Regions from separate parts of the Mus musculus genome. Here all the other regions are linked to region 3. A link is a contact called in public promoter capture Hi-C data. All regions are on one chromosome and are shown on one strand. Each heading gives the region's core, a stretch centred on a gene start, on an enhancer-like site or on the middle of the called end of the contact. The rest is flanking DNA. Distances are from core to core; before and after follow the strand shown. Region 1 holds the start of Dhdds (dehydrodolichyl diphosphate synthase). Region 2 holds the start of Stx12 (syntaxin 12). Region 3 holds the start of Tent5b (terminal nucleotidyltransferase 5B).

Region 1 (2,700 bases), core at 161-2,660, 520 kb before region 3:
CATTAAATACATCAAGAGGCAAGACAATGGATGATGATGATAATACTTTTGAGGAGGCAAGTTTCCCGAAGCCCAGTCCAGGCCCAAGTTTGTTCTGTTAGGTATCTAAAAGTCCTTCAGACTAGCTATACAGCTAATGCTTTTGAGTTCTTGCTTGACCCCCAAAGCTCTCCACAAGTGGCTTATGGTGTTTTGTTGTATGTTTAAGATTGTTTCTATTTTTGTTTAGTTTTGAGGTTGAGTTTTCCTGTGTAGGCCACGCTAGCCTCAAACGCCCTAGGTGACCTAAACTGCTGATTGCCCTGCATTCGCTGCCACCATGCTTTTTTATACTGGGCTGGAAACTGAACCCAGGGCTTCTAGCCTGCTAGGCAAGAACTCTACCACTAGGGCTCTATTCCCAAATGCTACGGATTGTGGTTTTGGAAGTCCTAAGAGTAAAGCTCTTTCTGACTTGTCCTCCTAAGTTCATTAACGTGGGTCTTCGGAATCTGCAAATTATAAAGTTGCTTTGCATCGCTCCCCAAAAGTGACCAGCGCAAGAAACCCTTCTGATGCGTTAGCAGCATTAAAAGGCGACAAGTAAAAAAACACGTCAGAATTTTTTGAGGAGACAGTATCCCCTAGATCAGGGTGACTAAATTTACTACGTAGCAGAAAAGACATTAACTAATTCAAATGGCCTCAGCCTTGAGTGCTGAGTTCAGTGACGACGTGCCATCAGTTTCGGCTAAAAGAACACTTTTAAGACAATTTTGTTTTTTTAAAGATTAATTTTATGTATGTGAGTACACTGTCGCTGTCTTAAGACACATCGGAAGAGGGCATCAGATCCCATTACAGATGGTTGTGAGCCACCATGTAGTTGCTGGGAATTGAACTCAGGACCTCTGGAAGAGCAGTCGGTACTCTTAAACTCTGAGCCACCTCTCCAGCCCAAGACAAATTTTTAAATAAACGCAGTTCACTTCCATGGTTTACGTCCATATCCCCAGCAGTTGGGGAGACTGAGGTAGGAGGACTGTCAAAATACGACATTACCGTGTCTCCCATAATATAAGCACTGCGATCATCCATAGAGAAACTCAATTTTGAGGTGGAGCAACCGCATCCTCTCTCCCTAACAAACTGCCACAACACCTGAGACCACGCAAATGCGTGGGCCGAACACATCTCGATCCCTCAGGCTCAACTCGCCTAACGTGCAGGGCTTGCAATAGGAGACCCAAGAGGTAGGAGTATCGGCTCACGTGACCTCGGCCTCCCAGGCGCTGTTTCCACGCCCCGCGAGAGCGGCCACCAATAGCCAACTCGCAAGAACTCGCACCGCTCCGCCCCCGAGTACGCAGGGGCGGCCCCGCCCACCACGGACGGAGGAGGCGGAGCCAATCACGTAGAGGTGACGTGTTCTTTCAGCGCCAAGTCGTAAGTCGCCCGGGAGTGGTGGAAAAGCGCCTTCTCCTGCGTCCTAGGTGGGGAGTAAACACAGAGACCCAGAGGAGGGGAAGCTGGATGTGGAGTTAGCTGCGGGAAACACTAAAGTCCAGCCGGGAGAGTGACCATTGAGGTAACAGATGCGGCATCCAAGGAGGGTAGTGATTGGTTAGCTTAGAGTGAGCAATGGTTTGCGGGGCAATAGAGAAGGAAGTTGTGGGGATTGACCAAGCAAGATGTAGGTACCATGATGTGGCAGGATATTTGGAAGAAATCAGTGCACGTAAGGATAAGAAAGTGGGAACTACCTTGCTCCAAAGGTCTCCCGTTGGCTTGTAGAGGCCTGAGCGGATTAGAACAGTCTCTGGATTCAGACGCGTGTTGCCTGCCACAGTCCAGCAGAGTCTCTTTAGTCAGTTTTATTGCAAGCAAGGATGACTTCTCTCTCTTTTCATTTATTCAAGGTTATCTGGCTGTTTTTTGTTGTTGTTGTTGTTCTTGTGTGATTTCTGACATAGCAAGAACTATGTCATGGATCAAAGAAGGAGAGCTGTCACTGTGGGAACGGTTCTGTGCTAACATCATAAAGGTGAGCAGTACCCCGGGGGAAAAGTTGACCTTTTGGATAGTTGAGTAGTTCATTATTAAATTGTAGCAATCCCAATGAAGTAGAATTTAGTAAAGAGAGAATCTTGAAATTATAATGTAGTTTGAAGGGCTGCATTTCTAGTATTTATTGTACTGTGTGACTTTTTTTTTTTTTTAAGGCCAATCAGGGTCTCTTAATATCATTAGATCACATAGACTGTTAGATTTTCCTTCTGGAAAACTGAATTGTGCCGTTGAGAGTGTCAAAAGAGCTCACTGGTCAGGTGCTTTCTTGGTATTCACAAGACTCTGAGTTTGAAAAAGGAAGAGAGACTGTGACTCTGAATGGGAGGGAACAGAAATTTGTCTCACTAGAGTTGTAGTTCTCAACCTGTGGGTCCCAACCCCTTCAGAGGTTGAACAACCCTTTCACAGGGTCGGATATCAGGTATCTGACATTACGATTTCCGATAGTACCAGAATGGCAGTTATAAAGTAGCAGTGCAAATACTCTCATGGTTGAAGTCAGCACCTGAGGCGCTATATCCCAGGCTCACAGCATAAGGACAGCTGAGAACCACTGCCCCAGCGTTTCCATCGGTTTCTCCTTGCAGTGTCTTCTGAGTTAATGGTTCTTTGATGGTTAAAACTTTAACCATCTGCTCTAGAGACAGACAT
Region 2 (2,700 bases), core at 68-2,567, 600 kb after region 3:
AGTTTTTCATCCTTGAAAAGGCATAGTTTGGGGCTGGAGAAATGACTCTGCAGTTAAGAACACTGGCTGCTCTTCCAGAGGACACAGGTTCAATTCCCAGCATTCACATGGCAGCTCACAGCTCTCTGTAACTCCAGGTCCAGGGGCTCTGTCACCCTCACAGGTACAGGCAAAAGACCAATGAGCATAAAAATAAATAATTAAAAGAGAAAGCAAAGGAGCAGTTTATGCTGTCTATCTGGAGTTTTACCATAAACATGGCTTATATGTCCACTCCATGGCCCAGCCCTCTAGTGAATATATGTCCTTGTTTCTGGTCTGTCTTGAGATACTGGTGGGTGAATTGCTGGCCGAAGAATGTGAATATCATATTCGAGCCCTGGGGGTCAAGGATGAATTTTTTTCTTAGAATTTTCCCCATAATCTTTTGAATCAGAAACCCTCTTCTTCCCTTTCACAGGATGGGAGTCAGGCAGTCATCTGTTACAGGAGGAGAGGCTCTGATGTAGTAGGAGAGGTTGGAGAAGGGTGCCCAGTTTTCGTAGGTGTGGTGCACATTGTAAGTTGGTGGGCTGTCAATCAAATGCCATCTGGCTGGCAACATATCTCATGACTGAATTCCGCAGGAAGGGAATGGTTTTTATTTGTTTGGAGTGTGAGTGGGTTTTCCGAGACAGGGTTTCTCTATGTAACCTTGGCTGTCCTGGAACTCACCCTGTATACCAGCCTGACCTCAAAGGAAGGAAATGTTAATCAACAATGTCCCAGAATCCCTTGAAGTGGGTAAGCACGGGGCACACCGTATTGGCGGATGGTTTCAGTAGTAACTTTATTCTTGCTAGAAATTTAGGTGTTGAACAGTTTTCACCATCGAATCCTGTCGGGTACAACTGCACGTGTACTGGTCCCATTCCATGCTCATGCATTCACCTCGATTTTGACATGGGTTGGAAAAGCAAGAACTTGCTGGGTGCCTGAACAACAGTGCCGCGCGGAGCAGCAGGATGCGGGAGCGGCAGGATGCGGGAGCAGCAGGATGCGGATGAGCGTGTTGGCGGCCGGAAGGTCGTGGAATGCGGGGCGCGCCGTCTGTAGACGACAGGCTGAAGAAGTCCGGTCCTGTACTGGCTTCACAGCTGGAGGAGTCGGGTCTTGCGAGAACGCTCACCGCCAGCAGTTCGAAAACTCTCAAGAGACGACCCACCGCCAATTCCAGCCGCACACGCGCACTGCAGGATGGGGCGGAGCGCGCGCATGCGCACCGCGATGGGCGGGGGGTCAGTGCGCACGCAGTCGCGGTCCCTTCCCCGCCCTTTCTCTTCCCGGTTTTCCTCTCAGCTGCTGGGCCCGGTCAGTGGCAGCTTCCGGTAGGAGCGCCGCGAAGCGCGACCCGGTCTCTGCTCACTGTCATGTCCTACGGTCCCTTAGACATGTATCGGAACCCCGGGCCGTCGGGGCCTCAGCCCCGGGACTTCAACAGCATCATCCAGACATGCAGTGGCAACATCCAGCGGATCAGCCAAGCCAGTGAGCGAGGGGACCCAGCCGGGAGCTGGGGGCGGCCTGAGGGACAGACGGTGGTGAAGCTGCCAAGTCGGGGAGCCCGGTCTGGGTCGCAGCTCAGGCCACACCTTGAGGCCGTCGCGAGCCTCCACTCTGGGCGCGGCGAGCTGCCTTTCCCTGGGTCGGCCAGGCTCGGGCCCTTTAGGTCCACACCCCTGTCTTAGGCGGTTAGAGTTCACGGTGTTGGGGGTCAACAGAGCCGACAGCCCCGATGGTGGGAGGGAGTGTGTGTCATCTCCAGGACTGTGAGCAGCAGTCTTGACTTGGCGCAGTGGTCAGCCGAGTTTTTCCTGTCGTCGCCGTCCCCCTCTCCCCACCCACCTTGTTTTCCTCAGTTCCGATCAGGGGGTGCTTACTTGGTTGCGACTTTAGGTTCACATTCAGCTCAGCGGTTGGGTCCTCAGACATCAGCAACTTTCAATTAAGGGAAGTGGAGAATGCGTGCGTTCGAGTGACTTAATACACTGTGTTTCCTGTAATTAACCTGGACGTCAGTCAGTGCCTGGCATTTAAGGGACGGGAGGACTGCTGCTTTATGGCACAGAATGCACCGGGAACATTTTAGGTTAGGTTGTCTTTGTAGCGAACGTTTTTCCCATTTCAAGCATGAAGATGTCCTCTTCTGCCTCCGTTGAGAGCTACTCTTGGCCACAATTACACACCAAGTAAGAGATGGCAGGGTTGGGCCAAGTCAGTTTGTAACTGCTTACCTTAAAACTCCCTTCTGTAGCTAGAGTCAAGTACAGGCTGTTTTTGAGTTTCAGAATCATCCCAGAGCCCTGTAAACAGAACAACAGAAGCAATTTTACTTTAAAAATGGTGACAACCATCTGTGTTGTTTATTATTCTGTTTTTTTTTTTTTTTTTTTTTTTTGTGAGCTTAGCTATACTGTTAATAAGTAGAGTCAGTTCTGAATTGCAGTTATGTCCTAAGCTTTAAAGCATAAGCTACCACTGTGCTTTTATTTTCTTTTTGAGACAGTTTTTTTGTAGCTCTGACTATCCTGGAACTCACTCTGTGTACCAGGCTGGCTTCAAAATTAGAGATCCACCTGCCTCTGCCTCCCAAGTGCTGGGATTAACAATGTACGCCACCACACCCAGCTTGTCACTTTGCTTTTATATCTAAATGTATAC
Region 3 (2,700 bases), core at 38-2,537:
GGAGAGGAACTGTTGATCAGATACCATCTGTTCCTGGGGAGCTCCAGGACTCCCTCCCTGAACCTGACCTCCACCTCACTGGATAGCCTTTGGTAGGTAGCTCACCCTCCCACCCGAGGCCTCAGTTAGAATGGGGTATAAGAACGGGCATCCTCTGGTATTTCAGAATTCCACAGTGCTCGGGCTGTATGCAGAAAGAGCAAGTTTGGGGTCTTGCAGGGTTAGGTTAAAAGAGCTGTAGTTTGATGGGGGAGGGGGGCAGCTGCCAGAATCTGATCCTCAGGAGGGAGATAGTGTTTTGGGGTCTGAACCTTGGGCCGGCCTTCATTCTAGCCTTAAGGGAGAAGGAACCCCTAAAATGGAAATTTGATGCTATCTTCAAAGGGGTGAGGTCTCCGGTCTGGCCGCAACACGTGGGAGGTTGGGAGCTTTCCCAGGAATTTCTGGGCTGTTTCACCTAGCCAAGGCTTCTTGAGCTAAGGGTTGTGGGAACACAAGGGCAGAGTGCCCTAGAACCCTGAGGGTGCAGGAGGTCCAAGGATGTGAGGTAGAAGAAGAAAAGCTATTCTGGAACCAGGTACACACCCTCCTCACTGGCGACTGCCAGGGCGATGTCCCATCTAGTGCCTCCTCCATCTCCACCCCATTTCCCAGCCAGGGTCTTGGTGAGTGGTTCCCAAGGGAATAAGAGGTCCCCAGAACGGCAAGCAGGCAAGCTCAGCAGGGTGCAGGAAGAGCTGAACTAGTAGTCGGGTTCCTGTTTCTTAGTTTCCCTAGCTTCCCGGCCAGTCATAGACTCCAGGTACCTTGCAGCAGAGCACCACCCCACCCCCGACCCTGCCAGGGTCCCCCTCACCTGCACGATCTGCTGGGGCTGCACGCTCAGCGTGGGGAAGTTGCCTCGTCCGTGAATGGGGATCGGCTCTTTCAGCAGCGCGTCCAGCCGCTTCACCTGTGGCCAGCTCAGCCGACTCTGGTGCCGTCCCAGGGAGGCCGAGGAGGCCTCCGGGTCCGGGCCGCCGCCGGCCGCCCCAGCCGTGGCCACTGCCGAGGCTGCACCGGTCCCCACCTGCGCAGCTGGCTGCTCCAGGCTCTCAGCTCCACTCTCCGACGGCATCATTCACCCGGCCCCGGTGCCTGGACGGCAGAAACCCGGGAATGGTGAAGGCGAGGAGGGCAGGGAGAGTGGCTGTGCACGGGCCAAGGCGGGGTGCGGGGACCCGGCGGCGGCGAGGCAAACCCAGGGAACACCCCCGACGGCAGGGAGGACTAACAGATCTTAGAGCCAGGCGGCTCGGGCCCAGCTGACACTTATAGGCCGCGGGCCGCACGCCCATTGGTCAGCACAGCTGTCACACAGCAGGAGATGCCCTCCTCTTGTCCCTCCCCCTATCACGGGCCAACACAGTTTTGCAAGGGAATCGCTGGCTCTCAGGAGTTTCTGATTGGCTGAAAGGCACGCCCCTTCCCCGCCCCCTCTCTCGGACCGAATTCCCTCCTTTGGTCTTTAAAGAAGCTGCTGCTTGCGATTGGCCCGAGCCTGCCGGGACTTAGAGGGACAGCGCCCTCCAGCGGCAGAAGTCGAGGGAGGTCTGTGTAGAGTAATGTTGCCGTGTTGACAAGGCGGCCCGGCCGCTTTCTAATTTATTCCTTTGATTGGCCCTTCGAATTACCGCATGCCTGGCGTACCTGTTCCATCTTAGGTGAGGTGAAATCTGCTTAGAGAGAGGGCGTTATTACCCATCATCATGTAGCATGTGAGTGTCAGTTATGGTCCTGATGGAGGTTTAAAGATCTATGTAGCTCTTTGCTCCATCTGGGCCCACCCAGGGTTTTTCTGGGATGGATATTACTATTTTTTTTCTCTTTCTCTCTACAGATCATAGAGGCCGAGGCTTATTGCTACTTTTGAATCTTATCCCCTCCTCCTTTTCAGATTTTAAATATATGTGTCATGGGCAGGAGGGAGAATCGAAATCGAATCGCCCTGTTCATCGCCGCAGTATTTTTTTCTTGTCATTCTCGTAATAATAATATAGCAAATTCTGTAGCCTTCCATTTTCCTAAAAGGCAGACTAAGGATTAAAAGACAGGGAAGAAGAATCCAGGACTTAGAAACAGCTACTATACCCCAGTTTCTGTCAGGGCACAGCTTGACCTGCCTCAAACCAGAACACACATTTCTTCTTTCTGAAAGCCGGCCCCAGCCTCAGGCCACTCTAAAAACCCCTGGAGGAGGCCCCGTGTGTTCCACCAGATGTGTAACCCCAGCATTCCAGTGGTGTGGGCAGGAGGATAAGACGTTCAGTTATCCTTGTCTGCCTGTTGAGTTCTGGGTCAGCCGGGGATATACAGTGAGACCCTGTCAACAACAACATCAACAGGCTGGAGATATAAAGCGCTGACCAATTGCTCGCCTAGTGTGCCGGAGACCCAGGCTTCAACCTCTGGTGCCACAAAACGAGGGAAATAAAAATGAGATCTTTGACTGAGTTGTCTCTGAACTCTAGATCCCCGAGGCTACTGATGAAAGCGTTTGAGGTCCAGGCATAATACTCTCCTGCACATGGATTTGGCTCAGTGGCTCGGAATGCTTGCCTAGTGCAAGATCCTGGGTCTAATCCCCAAGCCCCCAAACCAACACAAGCCACCACAAAGCCACAGCATAGCCCCTGACACATTCTCCCTCTGAGCCTCCAG

What was found. Promoter capture Hi-C pulls out the DNA fragments that hold promoters and counts their contacts.
Region 1: a promoter capture Hi-C map of liver shows a contact between it and region 3, with 2.1 times the contacts expected there. The contact joins the promoter of Dhdds here to the promoter of Tent5b in region 3. A contact is called at or near these places in 1 of 39 promoter capture datasets (liver), 1 of 115 datasets of contacts at active chromatin or transcription factors (bone marrow-derived macrophages) and 1 of 9 other capture datasets (liver).
Region 2: a contact with region 3 is called in a promoter capture Hi-C map of liver, with 2.0 times the contacts expected there. The contact joins the promoter of Stx12 here to the promoter of Tent5b in region 3. A contact is called at or near these places in 2 of 39 promoter capture datasets (embryonic stem cells and liver).

The regions. Positions count from the first base shown.
Region 1 is chr4:133,999,592-134,002,291 of GRCm38.p6, reverse strand. It overlaps Dhdds (dehydrodolichyl diphosphate synthase), which reads left to right and starts at 1,410. Exons shown (of 9, transcript NM_001362959.1): 1 at 1,410-1,567; 2 at 1,899-2,023. The coding sequence starts at 1,961.
Region 2 is chr4:132,883,075-132,885,774 of GRCm38.p6, reverse strand. It overlaps Stx12 (syntaxin 12), which reads left to right and starts at 1,317. Exons shown (of 9, transcript NM_133887.4): 1 at 1,317-1,527. The coding sequence starts at 1,410. It also overlaps the pseudogene Gm13033.
Region 3 is chr4:133,478,720-133,481,419 of GRCm38.p6, reverse strand. It overlaps Tent5b (terminal nucleotidyltransferase 5B), which reads right to left and starts at 1,287. Exons shown (of 2, transcript NM_175307.6): 1 at 857-1,287. The coding sequence starts at 1,120.